Linked DNA regions of Mus musculus: all the other regions are linked to region 6. The links are chromatin contacts, called in public HiChIP or PLAC-seq and promoter capture Hi-C maps. All regions are on one chromosome and are shown on one strand. Each heading gives the region's core, a stretch centred on a gene start, on an enhancer-like site or on the middle of the called end of the contact. The rest is flanking DNA. Distances are from core to core; before and after follow the strand shown. Region 1 holds the start of Glyctk (glycerate kinase). Region 2 holds the start of Twf2 (twinfilin actin binding protein 2). Region 3 holds the start of Col6a6 (collagen, type VI, alpha 6). Region 4 holds the start of Col6a5 (collagen, type VI, alpha 5). Region 5 has its middle 19 kb from the start of Col6a4. Region 6 holds the start of Dnajc13 (DnaJ heat shock protein family (Hsp40) member C13). Region 7 holds the start of Tlr9 (toll-like receptor 9).

Region 1 (2,700 bases), core at 185-2,684, 1.9 Mb after region 6:
GTTGTCCCCTAGTAGGGGTATACCAGATCCCAGGAGAAGCTTGCTAGCAAAGTGCTTGCCTAGCCTGTGTGAAGCCCTGAACTCTATCCCCAATACCCCCCAAAAATTTTTGTTTTTAAATTTAACTAAGAAAGAGCAAGAAAAAACAGCAAATAAGCAAGAAGAGAGATCCATGGGGTCTGGAAACTCAGCTTCAGGAGCACGAATGACACCGCTGCAGACAGCAATGTCTTCCAAAGGTTCTGATGTGTGTCAGTGTTAGTACCCAGCTGTGCCTTCACCATTACAGATGTTCAACAGGGTGAACTTCCAGCTGAGGAGAGGTGACCAACCTGACACCACTCACTAGGTACCCTCCAGGTTCCTCACTGTCTGCCATGGTCCTGACTTCACCCTGTGACCATATGGTACTCGGGGCACCCCTGTCGGCTGGTCCCACACCTGAGATGAGCACCAGCAGCAGGTCATCTGCAGTGAGCCCCTCTGCCAGCTGCTGGATGGTCAGCGCGGCCCGGAGTGCATCCCGATCCGGTAAGTTGTCCTCGGCGCCCTCGAACACCTGGATGCGGCTGTGTGGCTTCAGCAGCATCTCTCTGAGAAGGGAGAAGGGATGGGGGTGGGCTCCTCTCCTCCGACCTGACTTCTCAGCTGTACAGGTGAAAGCGGCCCACTGATAACCCATTTAGAAACCAGGCCAGACCCAGGAGATAGGGAGATCAAAGAGGAAGGGAGGTGTTCTTCCAAAGGACAGTAGAGGGCGTCCCCCTGCGCCCATAGACTCTTACTTCTTTCCAGCATGTTCCATAGCGGCTCGGATCCCCTTGGGTACGCTGATCACACCCTGCACAAGATGCTGAGCCAGCAGCTCCTCGGCAGCAGCTGCCATGCCCAGTACGGCCTTGCCGAAGCCCACTAGGTAGAGGTTTTCCCGCAGCTGGAAAGTCCGGTCCCGCACCTTCAGCTGTCTGCCACTAGGATCCAGGGACAGTGTCCTCTGCAGCATGGGGCCTGGCTGCACAGCACCCACTGCACTATCAAACAGCTGCCGTGCCTGTTCTGCCAAAGCCATACCACTGGTCATCCGGGCCACTGGGGGCCCCCAGAGGAGTGGACGGGATGGGGCTCGGAGGAGACAGGGCAAGACCTGTAGGGCCGCAGCCATGCCCCGCTTCTCTCAGCACAGCCTCGTGTCCATAGCTGCCTAGAGAGGGAGGAGAAGGAGTGAGGCCACGGACAGAACCCCACCATCCATCATGGCCACCCCTCCGAGGGCTCAGGACTGGCGGACTCCATAACCTGAAATGAAACCTGGAGAAGTCATGAAGCCTGCAGCAAACCTGATCTTACACCAGCCCTGAAAGCCCAGCCCTGATGCCCAGCCACGTCCTCTTCTGTAGACCACACACCAGTCTTCTGGACACTCTGCTCCAAGTCCAAAGTTCCTGTTAAGTGGACCTTCCTCCTAGGTCACCTCCTTTGCCTAGAAGTTAATCATTCATGAAGGACGCCGTTCCTACCAGCAGGCCCCTGGGCCATTCTTCTTCCACATCCTGTACTTCCAAAGCCCTCACACCACGGCAGTGCCCCCTTTCTGGCATTTATGCCTTAGACGTTCCTTTACCACTTCTACTGCCAAGAAAAAAAAAAAAAAAGGCTATTGGTTGTCTAGCCAACTGACCCGGAGTCCATTGACCTCTAGCCTGCTCTGTTAGCTCATACAACCAGTCTGGCAAAGCTGGGTCCATGTGGAAAGGCTGCAGATTTACCAGTGCACACAGCCTAAGGAAGCTCAGGACTCAGGCTAGTTCAGCAAGTGGTCCAGGCACGAATCAAGAGTAACCACAAATCTCACTCAAGGTCAGACCTTCAGCAAGTCCCCAGGTTATAAGCAAAAGGACATGTGCTATGGGGCTCAATCTATAGGACAAGACCAGACACCCTTGTCCCCATACAGCTGGTCATGATCAGCCTTGCCAGGAACATCCCTTTCTGGCTCCATGATAGCAAAAAACAAGTCCTGAGTTACACCCTTCACAACAAAAACAGCCCAGTGCTAGAGCAGGCAAAGGCCGGGTTCCAGTAATGAAGCCCAAACAATCATTTTCTCCACTGGGCAGAGTGAAGGACAGAAAGGTCTTGGGGTAAAGGTCGGGAAGCTACAGCGTAACTATACAGGAACAATAAAAGACTCAGCTGCAAAAAGATATCTAAGTTTAGGGACAGGAGGGTACTGAAGACTGTGCCCGGGCTGTCCATGTAACGAGCGAGCATGCGCTCTACCACTGAGCTACATTCAAGCCCCTAAAAAGGTAGAAAGACAACTGTATCCGTAAGCATGGGTGGAAGAGGGCGGAGTCTAGGGATGGGGTTCTAGCTTTTTTTAAAGCGTGTATTAGTATATCTTTTCTCACACTGAGCTCATTTGCAAGATGTGGGACACAATGAAGCCTAACTCTCACTTTTCAAGGGAACTTGAAAGTGTAGTCCTGTGGGAGAGACCTTCCCTAGCATGCATAAAGTCATCCAGTTCTCCATAGTGCTTGGGAGACTGACGCTCGTATTTTCCTGACACCTAGGGCTTTCTGATTCTCTGTACAAGCTGACAGAGAAAACTCCAGGTAACAGTTTATCCCACTCCTAAACAACGTAGCGCCTGCCAAACCTCCGCCATTTAGCCTTGTAGTTCCCAGCTAGCTTTCC
Region 2 (2,700 bases), core at 169-2,668, 1.9 Mb after region 6:
ACGCAGGTTAGAATGATCTATCAGCTGAGCCAGCCCAAGGATGCCATTTGAACTTGAGTTCTCTCACAGATTTGGGGTGTGTGTGTGTAGTATATACATACACTGTGTATGTTAGAGTACAATGTGGAAACCAGAGGTGGATGCCAGCCAGTCAGCCTCTATTGCGCTTTCTCTCTCTCTCTCTCTCTCTCTCTCTCTCTCTCTCTCTCTCTCTCTCTCTCTCTCTCTCTCTCTCTCTCTCTCTCCATTTGGCTGGGTTGGCTGACTAATAAGCAAATAAGCCCCAATAGGTATTGGCCTGTCTCCTCAAACTCCCTCTCCCAAGGTCCCCAGCCTCCCTGCACAGTCCAAGGGGAAAGCCAAGTGTCTTCATTCTGTTGCCGGGAATCTGAAATTATATGCTAACTCAGCACTTTACTGACTGAGCCATCTCTCATTAAGTTATCTATTTTTTAAAGTTTTTATTTATTTCAGTAAAAAAAAAATTTTGGTGTGTGTCTGGGTGTTTGGCCCGCATGTATCTATGTGCACAATGTCCGTGTCTAATCCCAGGAGGCCAGAAGAAGGAACAGTTGTGTCATGTGGGTGCTGGGAACCAAACTTGAGTCCTATGCAAAAGCAGCTAATGCTCTTGACCACTGAGCCATCTGTCCAGTCCCGTTTATCTATTTTTTAATAACAAGGTCCAGGGTGGAGAGATGTTTCTGAGGTTAAAGAGTACTAGCTGCTATTCGGCCGTTAGTCTGTAAGAGCAGTAGGAAAGGCTGCTGGGAATAGAGGCAAGGTCATTAGGAATTGGGAAGTTCCTCAGGTTGACTTCCAGTCCTTCCACCACTGGGTCACACTTAGCACATGCACCGTCTTTTTGGAAAACTTTCCTCAGCCTTGTTAGGTCACCTCGGTCTCTCCTACCGTATTCCTTCCAAAATTCATTTCCTCCTATGGCCATTCACTTTCTCAGCGTTGGGCTCCAGACACCGTGCACCTGATGACTGGTAGGAAATCAGTACACACACACACACACACACACACACACACACACACACACACACACACACACACACACACACACACATACACACACACACACTCACACTCACGACCACACACGAGCGCGTGCCCACCTACACTGAGATCACCTCACCATCACAAACGGGTACGCCTGGATCGGCCCTCACTCTCAAACCTCCTCCGCGGCAAGCTCACAGCCCCTCCCACGCCCAAGTGCGGATCCGCCCACAGACCTCCAGGATCCTGGCCTACAAGGGACCACCCACACAATCCCTTGGGGCCCCTTCTTGGCCATGAAGGTGGTAGCGGCCGGGCACTGGGCCATCCGGACCCCGGCGCCCGCTGCGCGCACGCGCGGCACCAATGCCCGCCTCTGCCGGCCTCGCCCTCCGGGGGCGGGGCGCGCTGGGGGCGGGTCCTGCGGCACCGCCCGGGAAGCTGCGCGAGGCTCGGTGCCGTCGCCACATCCTCCGGAGCTCTGGGTCCAGGCGAGCCGAGTCGAGCCGGGCCAGGACCAAGAGGAGAACTCCGACGGCACGGGCGAGCCGAAAGCTGAGCCATGGCGCACCAGACCGGCATCCACGGTGAGGGCGGATGGAGGGCGGACAGGGGCTCCGCCGCGCTGGTTCTCCGCGCTAGGTCCCTTCATCCTTCTCTTCCTTGTACCCTCCTGGGAAGCTTCCTGTTCTCTTTTGCAACCGCGAGTCCCTGGGATGGACACGTCTTGGGGCAGAACAGACTGTTGTACATAGCTGGGAGTGGGTGCACATGGATGCACACAGCGAGGGTGGAAGTATCTTGTGTACCCAACTGGGGGCGGATGTGCCTGTGTATACTGGTCTGGGTATTTTTGTTCTTTTCTGGAGGTGGGGTGTACCCGGATGTGCACATCTGGAAAAGTGTACATGGGTGTACACATGTTCTCTGTATACAGTCCAGTATGTGCACATCTGGATGAGACTTGGTTATGCCTGTCCAGGCTTCTTCGTGTGCATGCACTAGTGGCTGGTTTTGGACACTCTAGGTTCCATCTCAGACATCAGTGTTTCCTGGCTGCACGCACAGAAACTGTGGGTATCTGCATGTGTGCACAGTTCAGGCACATCTCAGTATGTGTGTGTTAGCATGGGTGTTTGCATGGGTGTCTTATGACTGACATGGGCTTATGTGTATGTGTGGAGAGGGTAGCCTGACCTTTTCTCCTTTCAGGACCCCTAGACTCTTGCAGACTAGGTTGGACAGAAGCTGGAATGGAGCCCTCCTTCTTAAGTAGAATGGGGAGAACTGCACATCTGACCTTGGCCTCTGACTTCTTCCCTTTTCCATTGTGATCTCTCTATCGCTGCTCCAGCCAGGCCTGCAAAGTCCCAACTTCAAGCTGGAAGCAGGGGAACGGGTCAGGATTCAGACTTTATAGGGGAGCTCCTGCCTCCACCCTCATCTACAGGAAGCTTCTACAGCCCAGGGCGTGACACCCATAGCCCCCCTCCAGGGCCCCAGTTTCCTCCTTGGAGAGACTTAAGAAAGAAGCAATAGCTGGGAGCCAGGTATTTTGTCCCCATTTGTTATGGGCCTGGAAGGGCTGCTTCCCTGGCCAGTAGGGAAGGCCAGGCTGCTTGCCCAGACAGCTTGTTGGTTTGGCCATCAGCCACTCCTACCACCACATCATGATTCCCTGACCAGGGCTAC
Region 3 (2,700 bases), core at 133-2,632, 1.6 Mb after region 6:
ACGTGGCTCTAGCCAGGGCTCCGCCACGAAGAGCTTGTACTAAGCTCTCCCTGGACTAAGTTGTTTCCCCAGCACCTGCATTGAGCAGCGCACAGCCACTTGTCACCCTGGCTGCAGGAGATCTGAAGCAGTCCTCAGGTACTGGCACGCACACATTCCCCTTACACACACACAGACACACTTTAAAAATAAATAAATCTTTAAAAATTAAATTGGCACTGTGACTATTGGAGTCTATAGCAGAAAGGAAAAACCAAACCCTTAAGAACAGCTTTCTAGTGTTCTGTCTTGAGTCTTAGGTAATCAGCAACACCCCAATTTCTCAATGATCCCCGGTTCTCCCTGTTGACTCCCTGGCATTCACAAAAGTCCTCTTCAAACATCTCCATACTGATAATTTCTAAAAAGGATCCACAAGAAATCCTATCACAAGAGGCCACAAAGAAACGAACCATTACTTCCTAGTTCCAGGGTTTTCCCTTCCTCTTCTGGCCTCTGGTTGAAATTACGTCCAAGGTTGGTTACGAGCCAGGCAGTCTGGGCTCCACTCATAGTAGAATGTCACTGGGAATTGATTTTTGAAAAGACACGCTTTGCCTGCCTCCCTCATGCCCTGCACCACCAACAAAACCCTGACGTTACCTTTAATAGTTTAGTGTGACACTGGGCAGGGAAACATAGATGCTGTGTACCTGCAGGCTTGCAACGGCTTTGCCTGGTTAAGTGGCTCTGTGTGCCTGCCACGCTCCAGGCCCCATGCTGGATGTGGGAACAAAGTATTGAGCAAGGCACCTCTCATTCCAGGAGAACCCCGAGTATGTGGTGGGGGAACTCCCAACCCAAATCAGGGAATGACTAGCTCATACTGCTGATTCTTCAACACCCTGATGAAGAAGGCAGAAAAGGAGAAGGAGGAGGAGGAGGAGGAGGAGGAGGAGGAGGAGGAGGAGGAGGAGGAGAAAGAGAATGAGGAAAAGGAGAAGGAGAAACAACTAACAGAGCCCATAGAATTCAGCTCACTCTGTCTGGGGTGGATGAAAACCTCCAAAGAGGCACTGTCAAGACCTTTAAATGCAGTTTTTCTTCACCTTGGTCCTTCTCGTAGCCTCTCTCAACTGGCTGATCCACTGCCTCCCCTCACTGACCATTTATTAACTCTGTTCTGTTTCTTTCCCAGCGGACATTGGCTGCTGAACTTACCTCAGGGAAACTTCTACCCAGCCTGGGTGGATTTGAGGAGTGTACACCCAGAGCGCACAGTCCCCAGCACAGGATAGCTTAGCAGCTGGAGAGCAGGGGAGCCTGGATGTGACTCTGCGCGGCAAGGAAGCCTCTGGCCTCTGGGGTCCCGCGGGCTGCAGCTCCCACGCCCCAGGCTCCGCAGATGAATGCTGCTCTCCACGCCCTGGTGGCCCCCAGGGCTCCGCGTGCTGCTCAAGCCTTGGGAAGGTGACAGAAGAGGGAAGGGGGGCGGATTTTGGAGGCTGGCACTATCCCGCCTGTTTCTCTGCAACGTGGACCGCCCCCAAACTCCTGGACTGCAGACCCTGGGGGAAAGTGGAGGGTGGGGACTTTGGGGCGTGCTTGGAGCTTGCCTTCACTCTCTGCGCTGGAGCGCACCAAAGCAATCTCTCTACTTCTAGTACTAACCGCTCAGGAGAGGAATGGGGTGCAGTGAGGTAGTCTAAGAGGTTTCGAATGGTAGAGACTTCTCCCTTCTCCCTGTCCTAAAGCTAGTCACTCTATTCGCTTTCTTTTCATTCATCCAGCCTTGTGCAGTGTAGCACAGATATCTGACCACCTGCTGTGCACCTTGAGTAGGTGCCCAGGCCACAAAACCATTGAAATTGCAACATCTGCTCACTGTCAATGCAGAGACACACTTGGAGACAGAAGGTGAAAGGTATTTGCTGGGTAGGAAACTCAGAAAAGGCAATTCTAGCTCAAGTTTTGGAGATCTGTAGAAACGCTTAATTCTCAAATAAATTCTAAAGATTAAGCTAGAATCTGAGAGTCCCAAACACACGAACGAACGCAAGGAAGGACAAAGGGGGCCATGAGTCCCCTTTGGGAGAACCGGAACTCTGCTTCTCGGAACTTGCTGTGTGGTCATCTTGGGGCAGGGAAGGTATGAAGAGGAGGTAAGTTTGTGTGTGGGCGAACAGGGATGAAACCCACAGCCTAATTCTGGTATAGGTTCCACCTGTTCCATTTGGCAACACAGTGTCAGCTTCACGGAGGACAAGTTCAAGATAGAAGTGGTTTGCCACAGAGAATGACTTAAGCCAGACTATCCACCAGCTGCAACTTTGGCCACACCTTACTTTTTTTTTCTTTTTCTCTTCCTTCCTTCCTTCCTTCCTTCCTTCCTTCCTTCCTTCCTTCCTTCCTTCCTTTCTTTCTTCCCTTAAAGTTATACTTATATATTATGTGTGCATGTCTCTCTGTGTGTGTGTGTGTGTGTGTGTGTAGGGGGATGGGGGAGAGAGAGAGAGAGAGAGAGAGAGAGAGAGAGAGAGAGAGAGAGAGAGAGAGAGAGAGAGAGAGAGAGAGGCTGAGCACAGCTTTATGGAGTTGATTCTCTTCTACCTTGAGTCCCAGGAAATGGAACCAGCAAATGCCTTAATCCACTACACTCTTTTATAAAGAATTATTTATTATATTTTATGTCTGTGAGTACACTATAGCTGTCTTCAGACA
Region 4 (2,700 bases), core at 22-2,521, 1.7 Mb after region 6:
AGTGGAAAGAGAGAATTAAATCCCACAACTTGTCCTCTGACCTCTGAATGTACACACCAGTGACACGTGTGGACATACACACACACACACACATTAGGAACTAATAGTGTACCTATTTATTCTACTTGTAAACTATAAACCAAAGTATATACGTAAAAATAGTATATTTTGCAACTGTGGGTTTTTCTTAGAGATTCTGTTCAGAATTCATAAACTACATCTCTTCCAAAATTTCTAACCAATCAGGCTAGATAGACAACATCAGCAACAATGAAAATTAACTTCTGAAGGGCAGCTGAGCCCTGAAAACCAACATCCACGTGGGCTAGGAAACCCTGCACCTAATTAACAGGCTTCCACCACTGAAGCTGAAGCGGGCCTCAAAGTGGAGATTCTGAGAGCAGCTAACTGGCTCAGGATCTTCGCTGGAGTTCCATACACACTAGAAACTTAGCAGTGTTTGTAGAAGCTCTGGGTGCTGCTTTGAGGAAATCTCACAGGGCAGTTCAGAGTTTGAGGCCAGACACCAATTCCCACGGTACAGTTTATCAGATCAGTGTGGAATCCACCCACAGTACACCCACTGCTCTCTATGAGGGCTCTCTACATGAGCCTTAGACATCAACAGGCTGACTGAATGATAGAGCAGTCCGGCACACACCGTCCTGGTCCGCAGACCCTCAGATACACATTCAGCGGGTCTAGGTTGGAGAGCCCCCAACCGCACTCCCACCGAGCAAACATTTCCAAGATGCTTCTAAAAACCTGGAAACCACACTGCATTGAGGTCCTCTTCCATTCTAAGAGTCAGCCTCTAGGGCAGTGGTTCTCAACCTTCCTAACACTGAGACCCTTTAATACAGTCCCTCATGTTGTGATGCCCCCCTCCACCATAAAACGATTTTCCTTGCTACTTCATAAGTGTAATTTTTTTTAATAACTGATATGCAGGATATCTGATAAGCGGCCCCTGTGAAAGGGTCATTGGACACCACCCGGAGGTGGGAGGAGGGTCACAATCCACAGGTTGAGAACTGCTGCTCTAGGGACCTCAGTTTCCTCTAGTGACAATATTCTCCGAGCCTCGATTCTGGAACCCAAGCAAAATCGGCAGAGGAAGAGAGTCTCCTTACACCCTGAATCTCAGGCTGGGAGCCCTGCACCCCACACTTACCAAGACTTCCTGGGGTCCCCGAGGATCCTGGGGCAGCCCGCAGTGCAGCCCTGTGTCCCCTTGGAGCATGCACCTCGCTGCTGGGTTCCTGCTGCTCCGGGGCAGGTGCTGACCAAGCACCAGCAGCTCTTTTAAGTCAGCGCTGACTCCCGCCCTGCGCCCTTGGCCGGGCTTCCCCCCAGGGACTCTCTAAAGCTTGGCAAACTTCAACTCCAGCGGTCAGAGGCCTCCAGCTGTCTTTTGGCTTGGCCCACTGTACCGGTCTTAGGGAAGCCGCATGAACTTGGCAAGGCAGAGTTTCTCAGAAATCCACGACCATCTCAGCTGGCTGAGAGGTCACTGTGGCTACTGGGGCTGAGGAGTCACTTTATGGCTCCGTGCTCTGCAGTTCCTCCCAGCTAGTTAGAAGGAAACCAGAGAAAATCTCCTAGGAGGGCCATGCCCTACGGAGAGCAGGATAAAGAGAAAAAGCTAACCTCCGGAGCAGCCGCAGGTTTTATCCTGGGATTTCTGTAAGGAGAAGGGGGCGAAGGGTGGCAGGAGCAAAGGTGTGCTTAGCAGGTCTGAAAGCACGGCTATCCTTACTTAGTGTTAACATTGGGCTTTTGTTTGTCTTTCCTGGACATGTATGGTGCTTGAGATTTCACCTCACCACACATCAATATCAGACACCTGCTGGAGATATTTGCAATGATTAAAGCCTATCCCGAGAGACTAGGGCTCTCCCTTGCTGAGCAAACACCTCCAGAACACTCACCCCCACCCCTGCCCCAATATTGCCATTGCTTCTGATGTTAGAAAGTTTCCATGTGTGTCCCCACAAAGAATGAGGTGGGGAAGGGAAATGAGATTGGAAACCGGATGACTAAGATTTTTTTTTTCTTGTGTCGTTTCCTTTTTTACAGAGAGAACACAAAATTCTGTAAACCAATACCCGTTTTGCTTTTCATTAATAAGAAAAATTTATTGTGTGCGAGTAAAATGGTTTGTCCCCAAAGAATGTATCCCTTCTGCTCTGAACCCACTCACTACAGAGTTCCAAGTGATCTGCGCAGGGTGTCCCGGGTTCCTGAATGTGAGTGTCACAGCTTGCTCTCCAGAGGACTCTCAGATCTGTCCAGGCTTTAGCAGTTGTTGACCACACAGCAAGCACAGAGTGACACCTGGGGGCAAGAATATTGGCAAGCCAGAGCTGGAGGGGAAAATCAACTTCTAACTCACCCTCACGGGTCCAAAGGGAAGCTCGGGCTGTTGTGAGTTCCCAGGGAGCAAAGATTTGCTCACTGGGATCCCCTTCTCAAGCAGAGTTACTTAAGCAAGAAAAGACGCCCACCTGAGCCAGAAAAGTCTCTAGGAAGTATTATTACGGGAGATTTATTTGCAACACAAGCGATACAATTATGATTTAAGTTTTACAATCACCGTATGAAATCAAGTGTCTTTGGGGATCTGTTGCCTTTTCTGGAGAAATCAACATTTCCTGTTTCCTTTTTTCTTCTTCTTCTTCTTCTTCTTCTAAAACTGAA
Region 5 (2,700 bases), core at 95-2,594, 1.9 Mb after region 6:
GAGTGATTGCTGTTCTTGCAAAGGCCCCGGGTTCAACTCCCAGCACCTACTGAAGCCTCACAACCCTGGGTAACTACAGTTCCAGGAGACTCCTTATCTCTGCAGCTTCCACACATGTGGTACACATGTACACACTCAGTCACACACACTTGTGTGTGTTAAATAAATGAGTACATTTTACAAATTGTTTTTAAGAAGAAAACAGCTGGTAAGCTGACTTGGTTGGCAAAGGTGATTGCCACCAAGCCATGATGAGTTCAATCCGTAGGACTCAAGTTGTAAAAGTAGAACTCTTAAAATCTGTGGCCTGGGCTGGTGAGATGGCTCAGCAGGTAAGAGCACCGACTGCTCTTCCAAAGGTCCTGAGTTCAAATCCCAGCAACCACATGGTGGCTCACAACCACCCAGAACGAGATCTGATGCTCTTTTCTGGAGTGTCTGAAGACAGCTACAGCATACTTACATATAATAAATAATTTTTTTTAAATCTGTGCCCTGAGCTCCTCACCATACACACACACAGACACACACACATGTGCGCGTGCATAAGTAGATGTTAAGATTTTTACAGGAGGAGGTGAGAGTGAAGTGAGAAGAGAGGGGAGGAGGAGAGAGGAGGAGGAGGGAGAGTCATGGAGCAGGAGAGGAGGGGAAAAGAGAAGGAAGGGGAGTGAGCAGAAGGGGGCAGGAAGAAGGAGCAGAAGGGGACAGGAGGAGAGGGCAGGAAGGGGCAAGAAGAGGAGGCAGGAGGGGCAGGAGGAGGGGGCAGAGGGAGCAGGAAGAGGCAGGACAAGTAAATAACTCTGGCATTTGAAATGACTTGTATGGGACTGGAGACATTTTGCTAACTGAAATAAACCAGACAATGACACTTAGACAAGGAGTCTGAAGCATTCAAACTCAAAGAAGCAGAGAGTAGCGAGGTGGTTACCGAGGCTGGAGAGTGAGGGGAACCTGGAGGTGATGTCAAAAGGCACAGATCTCAGGCCAGGGGATTATTGTTTTTAGTTCTTCCAGGCCTCATACTGAATAACAGTTGAGAGGAGAGAGAGATACATTTCAAAACTGTGGAATGACCCAAATGTTCTCAGAACAAAGAGTTTCTGCGGTGTCCAATGTAACCAGCTTAGCTCACTTTATCCATACATCCTCCCCTCGCTTGGAGCCCCAACAATTTATACAACTGTAAATTGCCAATTTACAATTTCAAAAGAATCATTAGCTACACTTCCATTCCAGAGCGGGAGGAGCAAAGGCAAACTCAGCCCTGTCAGGCAGTAATTACTGACAGGAAAGCAGCAGAGGGTGAGGGGACCGGGCTCAGAAGGGAGGCCTCTGATTGACAAGGTAAAATTGGAGGAGGAGCATGGCATTAACGAGCAAATCAAAGTTGGGAGGGGGAGGGGACGGTCTTAGCCTGGCTGGAAACGTCTTTCATAGTGACATTCTGAAAAGAAACAGATGAACCTTCAGAAATCACGTGGCAGCATCACACCTGGCCACGACTATCCACGGAGGCACGGAGAAGCCACGGAGACAACATCCTCAGATCCTCAGGGAAGGGGCATAGACCCTGCCTCTCACTGGGATGTGTGTCGGAGAAACTGTGGACAAAGCTTCCACAGAGGAAGTAGAGACTGCGTGCTTGTGTCTCTTATGTTTCTAAAGAAAAGGGGGGCAGAGAGGGAGAGGAAGAAAAAGAGGCTGAGAGAGAGAGAGAGAGAGAGAGAGAGAGAGAACAAGGGAGGGAGGGAGGGAGAGGAGGGAGGGAGAGGAGGAGGAAAGGAGGGAGGGAGGGAGGGAGGGAGGGAGGGAGGGAGGGAGGGAGGGAGAGAAGGAGGCAAGGAGGGAGGGAGGGGAAGGAAGGGAGGGAGGGAGGGAGGGAGGGAAGAATTGAATCTTACCTCAGTTTGTCCTCATCTCTGCTCTTGGCAAAGTTGTTAGACAGTTGAAAGACCTGAGAACAAACGCTATTACTAATCCAGAAGTTCAGGGCCGGTTACAACATGGGAGACACTCTGCTGCTGACCATGGTGTCTGGCAGCAGTCTTAGCCTTCGGTTGGTGAAACTACAGTCTGTTCATACATTCTACCTAGCAGTCACAAAAGATGTTCGGTCACATCCAGAGGAGGGCAACACACAGGGGCTAAGCTGGACCAGCAGAAATGATGTGCAGAAGCGGTTTTGTCTTAACCTCTTGTGCTCTGCTCTTTGGTTATCACACCACTGAAAGAATGGATCCCAAGAAAGTCATTTCCCCAGGGATCTCTGACTGGGAAGAACAATATCTGGGGTTCCCAGCAGAGGAACTTGTCTCCAGGAGAAAGATCTACAACTCATCAGATGATCTTGCTGGAGAGACTTTGGGCTGAGGCAGTGATGGACAGGGACCACACCTTGGCTGCACAACTTAGTTACACATCTTTCTTGCTTTACATTTAAGCCCTGCCCTCATGTCAGGACCCCAGAGATAGATAGGACATGGACACTGAACCTCTGTCTGTCTTCCTCTTTTTTCTGCTTTTCTCTACTAACTTGGCTCTTTTAATTGGACTGAGGATGGACGGGTGGATGGGCTTCTAGCTGGGGTACCGCTCCCTGAGTCTGTTAAGTTCCACTCTGGAAGGAAGGGGTTACTATACTCACTCAGGAGGGAGAGCACACACATCCACACACTTTGCAACTGAAATTCACCCCTG
Region 6 (2,700 bases), core at 179-2,678:
GGGGGAATACGAATGCTGGTATTGGCCCAGGACTCAAGCTAGCTTTAAGGTCTTTACATCCCTGTTTCTTAACTCTGGCTCCTCTTTTTCTCCTTTAATTTGTTTGTACTTCCTGTTTCCAAACAAATGTGAACTCAGTGTTTTCTCAACTAGGACTGGCGGTCCCGTCCCTGAACGTAATGTGGTATTAACAGCCAGAGCCACCATTTGCGATATTGCAACTTAAACATTGGTTTATACTATATATGAAAATTAAAGGGGCTTTTATGCTGTAAGCTAAATTAAGTTAAACAATGAGGCACTAGAAACAACAACAACAAAAAAAAAAACTAAACTATAGAATAAACGGGAAAAGCAGATCGTGGAAGTAAAAAATCACTACTTTGGGAGTTCATCTCTGTGTTAGGGGGCGATTTTTATTTACATCATCCTTCCACCAAGTGATTAGGGAAACGGTTTCAAGGTAAGAGTGGCTAATTTAGCATCTTACAATAGGGGTTTTTTGGGGGGCGGGGGCACGCAGGTGTACTCTCAACACCCACTTCATTGGGCGTCCAAAGTGCTGCTTCACCTACACCAAAAGCCGCGTTCAGAGGTGAAATCACAGCCCAGCACGGGCAACAGTGAACAGGCCAGGCTACTTTACAAGAAGGAAAAGCCTTGGGGGGAAAACTTGGTGTTTGATAAAGGACTTGAGGAAGAGAACAGCAGCTGCCCCTCCTTTCCCATCAAATCGAAACAAAACTGAGACGAGGAAAAAAGAAAGAAAAAAAAAAAAAAATCGAGTCTACGCGGGACCCCAGAGGAAGGAAGCAGGACCGCTAACCTAAGAAAACCGGAGGCGCCGGCATCCAGGAGGGAATCCCGAGGGCGGAGCCCACAGGGGAAGGAGGTGTGGAGTTGAGTCGGGGAGAGTTGCCGAGAGAAGTGGGGGACAGGGATAGTGATGGGAGAAAAGACGGCCAGGCAGAGAGAGGGGTGGGGCTGCCGGGCAGTGCCCCGGGCAAATGTCACTCAGAGCCGGGGGAGGGGAGGGTCCGAGCGCAGGGATCCCTGGACGGAGGATCGCGGCTTCAGCAGGTTCGAGCCACACACAGCAGCTTAACGCCGCCCGCTCTGGGGTCCCTGCCCGGAGCCCCCGGGTCCCCGAAGGTGGGAAGCGGCATCGCAGAAACCCAGAGCCGGAGGCGGCTTTACCTTCGCAGGAGGCTGGAGGCGCTCCAGCCCGAGCTCCGCCCGCCGCCGGCTCCACGTCTTGAGTAGGATGGAGGCGCCGCCGGCCCCGTCCCCTCTCGCTTTCCTTTTCCCCGCCGGGGCCTGTCGCCGCGGGTTCCTGCGCCGCGGCCCCCACCCCTCCGCTCCTCCCTCTGCCTCTCAGAGGCTCGCCCTGGACGCCGCCATCTTCCACCAGGCTTGCGAGCGCTGAACCCTAACGCGCGTGCGTGGCCGCCGCCCCGGCCGTCACGAGACCCTGTCAGCTGACCTCGGCGCTTCCGCCTCGCGCCCCGCCCTCGGGAGCACTGTGCTCCCTCCCTCGGTGGCCCATTCGCCGTCTTCCGGGAAGCGCCGCGTGCGCGCCGCCCGCCGTTCCGCCTCTCGGGAAGTACGCGTGCGCTTAGCGAAAGAGAGCCTTGGCCCAAGCAGAAGGCGAGGCGCCACGCCCCCTGGAGCGGTCCGAGAGGCCACGCCCCCTGAATCCCTGGAGACACGCCTCTCAGCCAGACGCTGGCATTGGCTACTGTAACTCTGCAAAGGAGCAGCTCTGTTACCTAGCCCTAGTCTTCAGTGTCCTGGCGCATCCACGAAGCCGTCGAAAGCCTCAGTGCGCATCTCTGGTTTAGCTGCATCGTGGGCATAACTTTTACTCGCTACTGACACACCCTGAACGCGGATTTAAGTTTTGAGTGTTCAGGGAGATAATGGAGACCGAAGCCTCAGAGGTCAAAGGCCTTTGCGGGTGAAGTGTTGGGACAGTTAACACTGCTGCCTTCCTGGACCTCTGATCCCAGAGCCAGGATTTAATTGGCCAACTACTTAAGGTCAATTAACTTGCAGCCGTCTGAGATAGGGATTATCCTCTATTTTCAGATAATAAATTGATGTGTAGTTCCACAGTAGTAGACTTAGTATTTGAGCTCAAGTAAGTTGACTCAAGAACTGCTCTCTGGATAGGAACTCACTGAAACTATATGAAGAGGGGAACTCAGGAGAGTGACAGTATCAGAATGAAACAAAGTTACAGATGACAATTGTGTCAGAGCTCTGAGCAACAGACGGTGTCTCATCTAAGATGTGAGAGGGGCAGACTACCCTCTAAAACGTGATTCTGTGGGGGGAAAAAAACTTGTATGGACACACAGTTCTAGGTTTAAATGCTCTGGTGAGCCTAATATTATTATTGTGTAGCAACCCTGGAACTGGAATTTCTCAGGGACCCCGTCTGTGGTTGAATCGTTTCATAGATGGAGGTTTTGGGATGAAAAACATGTAAAATGGTTTCTACAGACTTGACTTTTTGGCCGACTGACCCATTTGTGTTACTGGAGACGACTAGATTTTTCCTTAGGAAGGCTTTCCCACACTGTCCCAGTGAAATAAAAGTGCCTGTGAGCAGCCAGAAATGGCTTGCTTGGAAAGATGAGACCTGAAGTAGAGTGGAAAGGGGAAAAAACAACAATGAAAAACAAAACAAGATGCCCT
Region 7 (2,700 bases), core at 168-2,667, 2.0 Mb after region 6:
ACCAGAAGGTTAATCACTTTCTGCCCTCACCTTTCCGCATGGAAGAACAGGTTTTTCATCTTTCCCATGAGAAAGACAACCCAGTGTGCTTAACGTTCTTGGTTCCTCTGGCGATCTCTGTAGGCACAAGGACCTCCTGGCTGTGCTTCCAACCGGTGAACCATTCCATCCCCCAGGGAGATAGGGTGGTGTGGCATACACCTTTGATCACAGCACGCAAGAGACAAGAGGCAGGCTACAGAATGAGTTACAGAACAGCCAGGGCTAGAAACTTAGTCTTGAGGAAACAAATAAACAAACAAAAACACCTCAGGATATAAACAACTGAAAAAAAGCTTCAGGAAGTTCCTGAAAGTGACCAGATGCAATTGGTCCTCCCTAAGCTTATATGGACAGTGGAGACTGCTAAGAAGCACGCTCAGACAAAGGGAGGTGCACAGAGGAGCTTGAAAGAAGCAGAGACCAGCTGAGCTGCCTGAAAAAGGCTCAGACCAACTGTCTTGCCTGGACAATTCACTGTCCAACTGGGATAGTGTCTCCCACTCTGCATCCCCACTTCCCACAATGCCCCAGGTTGAGCTGTCAATACATTGTGCCATGAGCTCTCCATTTCTAGCTTCTGTAGTATCCATGACCTATGCTTTGGTGATACAGCTGTCTTTGAGTCATCTCTGCTCCTTTTAGTAACCCCTCATCCATACTTCAACCAGTAACTCCAATAAAATTCATTGGTAAACCAACTTGGACGTCAGTGGTACCTCGGTTTTGGTCTGTCATTGGTCTGTCACTTGGGTGAGTACACACTTGCTCACATCTCCCCAGGAACAGTGTCACATGACAGCAAGATCAGCCAGAATCTTGGCTGGACCAGCCGCAGCCTACCTCAGAAGCTCCAGCAGCTTGCTGTGCTCTGGGGTCTGGAGTCTGACTGGGCGTTTCGGGAAGTGGAGATGCAGAGTGGGAGATACTATTGCTGGAAGAGATGTGAAGGCTGCCGTAGTAGGAAAGCAGATGTTGGCTCCAGCCTCTGGCTCACAGATGCTCTCCATAGAGTTCTGGGGATAGAGTAGGTGAGAGAGCCACTGTCCCGAGAGCACCCATGAGACAGGCACTGAGGCATGAGAGTGAGGTGACACCCTCCTCACGAGGGTCAGTGCTCTGCCTAGCTCTGGTGCTATTAAAATCTGGTTTCTCATTGACCTTGGGCTGGAGTCTGGGTTTTGGTTCCTTCCCACAGCTCTTTGGGGGGTGGGGGGCATATGTGATACCCTTTGGCTGATTGTGGGGTGGGGAGGAGAGTGGAAAGAGGAAGGGGTTGAGGGGGTTATCTGTCTGCCATCTGACTATGCAAATGATGTGTGACTCATTGTACCACCTGCTCTTTCAGGGTAGGGACAAAGTAGCTACTAAGCTGTAGTGAAAGTGTCACTTCCTCAATTCTCTGAGAGACCCTGGTGTGGAACATCATTCTCTGCCGCCCAGTTTGTCAGAGGGAGCCTCGGGAGAATCCTCCATCTCCCAACATGGTAGGACCCCAGTTCTTAGCCCCCCTGGGGGGAGGGGCACCATGGGAAGGGACAGCAATGGAAAGGACTGTCCACTTTGTGCCCTTGGGACACTCATGGAACCCTAAGGGAATTGGAGCAAAAGCCATCCCCTGAGCAGAGAGTTGAACCTGCTGGGTGGATGGGGAGGCTAAAGCCCCAGACTTCGGTTAATGGTAGCACTTGGCCTGCAGACCTGCCACCCACTGCTCATTCCGAGTCTTCGACCTCTCGGCAGGTTGAGGGTTCTCAAGTCAGACTGGGGAGTCAGATGGGGGCTAACAAGAGCCAGCAAGTGCCGTCAAAGCCTAGATGGAACCCAACCTATACCTCAGTAAGGGTTCAGTCTTCCCTGCATTTTGGTCAAGGAGAATCCAGGAGGCTAGTGGAGCAAGGCTTCAGGGGGGTGGGGTGGAGGTACAGATCTCAGGCAGCTGCTGTGGTCAGGAGGAAAAAGCTGAGGCCCCAGAGGAGAGGAAGAGAAAGTGGGAGAGCCCCAGTAGGCCTGCTGGAGGCTGTCTCGGCTCTGCTACGGGTTGTGTTCTGAGCAAAAGCTCCAAGTCTGGGGCCTGGATTCCAGCCTAGTCCTGGTTCTGTGTCCTTGCTCTGAGCGGCTGTGCCTAAACCCAAATGGTGGATCTGAGTAGCTAGAAGGAGGCTGGTTGTTGGGGCAGTGGGGAAACACTTGAAGACGACTTGGAAGCCCTGAAGAAAGTCCCAGTGTGGAGGAGAGGGTAGAAGAGTGTACAATGACAGTAGACACTTGCTCATTTAGCCCTGGCTCTCACAGGTTCTCCGTCGAAGGACTCTGCACCCCTTGTCCCTCCTGGTACAGGCTGCAGTGCTGGCTGAGACTCTGGCCCTGGGTACCCTGCCTGCCTTCCTACCCTGTGAGCTGAAGCCTCATGGCCTGGTGGACTGCAATTGGCTGTTCCTGAAGTCTGTACCCCGTTTCTCTGCGGCAGCATCCTGCTCCAACATCACCCGCCTCTCCTTGATCTCCAACCGTATCCACCACCTGCACAACTCTGACTTCGTCCACCTGTCCAACCTGCGGCAGCTGAACCTCAAGTGGAACTGTCCACCCACTGGCCTTAGCCCCCTGCACTTCTCTTGCCACATGACCATTGAGCCCAGAACCTTCCTGGCTATGCGT

Evidence for each region. Promoter capture Hi-C pulls out the DNA fragments that hold promoters and counts their contacts. HiChIP or PLAC-seq counts read pairs in DNA pulled down with a chosen protein or histone mark. Capture Hi-C pulls out chosen DNA fragments and counts their contacts.
Region 1: a promoter capture Hi-C map of adipose tissue shows a contact between it and region 6, with 3 times the contacts expected there. The contact joins the promoter of Glyctk here to the promoter of Dnajc13 in region 6. A contact is called at or near these places in 5 of 39 promoter capture datasets (the C10 cell line, embryonic stem cells, hippocampal neurons and 2 more), 2 of 484 Hi-C or Micro-C datasets (embryonic stem cells and uterus), 8 of 115 datasets of contacts at active chromatin or transcription factors (the 230-238 cell line, VIP interneurons, embryonic forebrain and 3 more) and 3 of 9 other capture datasets (adipose tissue, liver and pancreatic islet).
Region 2: a promoter capture Hi-C map of pre-B cells shows a contact between it and region 6. The contact joins the promoter of Twf2 here to the promoter of Dnajc13 in region 6. A contact is called at or near these places in 9 of 39 promoter capture datasets (the 3T3-L1 cell line, the C10 cell line, cranial neural crest and 5 more), 4 of 115 datasets of contacts at active chromatin or transcription factors (astrocytes, embryonic forebrain, embryonic hindbrain and 1 more) and 1 of 9 other capture datasets (liver).
Region 3: a contact with region 6 is called in a promoter capture Hi-C map of hippocampal neurons, with 5 times the contacts expected there. The contact joins the promoter of Col6a6 here to the promoter of Dnajc13 in region 6. A contact is called at or near these places in 1 of 39 promoter capture datasets (hippocampal neurons) and 1 of 115 datasets of contacts at active chromatin or transcription factors (embryonic stem cells).
Region 4: a contact with region 6 is called in a promoter capture Hi-C map of embryonic stem cells, with 9 times the contacts expected there. The contact joins the promoter of Col6a5 here to the promoter of Dnajc13 in region 6. A contact is called at or near these places in 3 of 39 promoter capture datasets (the 3T3-L1 cell line, embryonic stem cells and hippocampal neurons).
Region 5: an H3K4me3 HiChIP or PLAC-seq map of embryonic forebrain shows a contact between it and region 6, with 12 times the contacts expected there. The contact joins the enhancer-like site here to the promoter of Dnajc13 in region 6. A contact is called at or near these places in 4 of 39 promoter capture datasets (the 3T3-L1 cell line, embryonic stem cells, hippocampal neurons and 1 more), 2 of 484 Hi-C or Micro-C datasets (both in the G1E-ER4 cell line) and 2 of 115 datasets of contacts at active chromatin or transcription factors (embryonic forebrain and embryonic hindbrain).
Region 7: a contact with region 6 is called in a promoter capture Hi-C map of pre-B cells, with 4 times the contacts expected there. The contact joins the promoter of Tlr9 here to the promoter of Dnajc13 in region 6. A contact is called at or near these places in 2 of 39 promoter capture datasets (hippocampal neurons and pre-B cells).

The regions. Positions count from the first base shown.
Region 1 is chr9:106,156,704-106,159,403 of GRCm38.p6, forward strand. Glyctk (glycerate kinase) reads right to left here and starts at 1,435. Exons shown (of 4, transcript NM_174846.4): 1 at 786-1,435; 2 at 442-593. The coding sequence starts at 1,162. D030055H07Rik (a long non-coding RNA gene) reads left to right here. Exons shown (of 7, transcript XR_003948237.1): 6 at 290-531.
Region 2 is chr9:106,201,690-106,204,389 of GRCm38.p6, forward strand. Twf2 (twinfilin actin binding protein 2) reads left to right here and starts at 1,419. Exons shown (of 9, transcript NM_011876.3): 1 at 1,419-1,595. The coding sequence starts at 1,571.
Region 3 is chr9:105,826,703-105,829,402 of GRCm38.p6, forward strand. It overlaps Col6a6 (collagen, type VI, alpha 6), which reads right to left and starts at 1,383. Exons shown (of 37, transcript NM_001102607.1): 1 at 1,201-1,383.
Region 4 is chr9:105,959,372-105,962,071 of GRCm38.p6, forward strand. It overlaps Col6a5 (collagen, type VI, alpha 5), which reads right to left and starts at 1,272. Exons shown (of 41, transcript NM_001167923.1): 1 at 1,175-1,272.
Region 5 is chr9:106,114,652-106,117,351 of GRCm38.p6, forward strand. No RefSeq gene overlaps it. Among named protein-coding and RNA genes, the nearest start is that of Col6a4, 19 kb to the left of the region's middle. Within about 2 kb of position 1,345, at least 20 of the 459 cell types and tissues checked have an H3K27ac peak or open chromatin away from gene starts, as enhancers often do. A contact at or near this core is called in embryonic forebrain, where this site is marked.
Region 6 is chr9:104,261,502-104,264,201 of GRCm38.p6, forward strand. It overlaps Dnajc13 (DnaJ heat shock protein family (Hsp40) member C13), which reads right to left and starts at 1,429. Exons shown (of 56, transcript NM_001163026.1): 1 at 1,198-1,429.
Region 7 is chr9:106,221,181-106,223,880 of GRCm38.p6, forward strand. Tlr9 (toll-like receptor 9) reads left to right here and starts at 1,418. Exons shown (of 2, transcript NM_031178.2): 1 at 1,418-1,526; 2 at 2,335-2,700. The coding sequence starts at 1,524.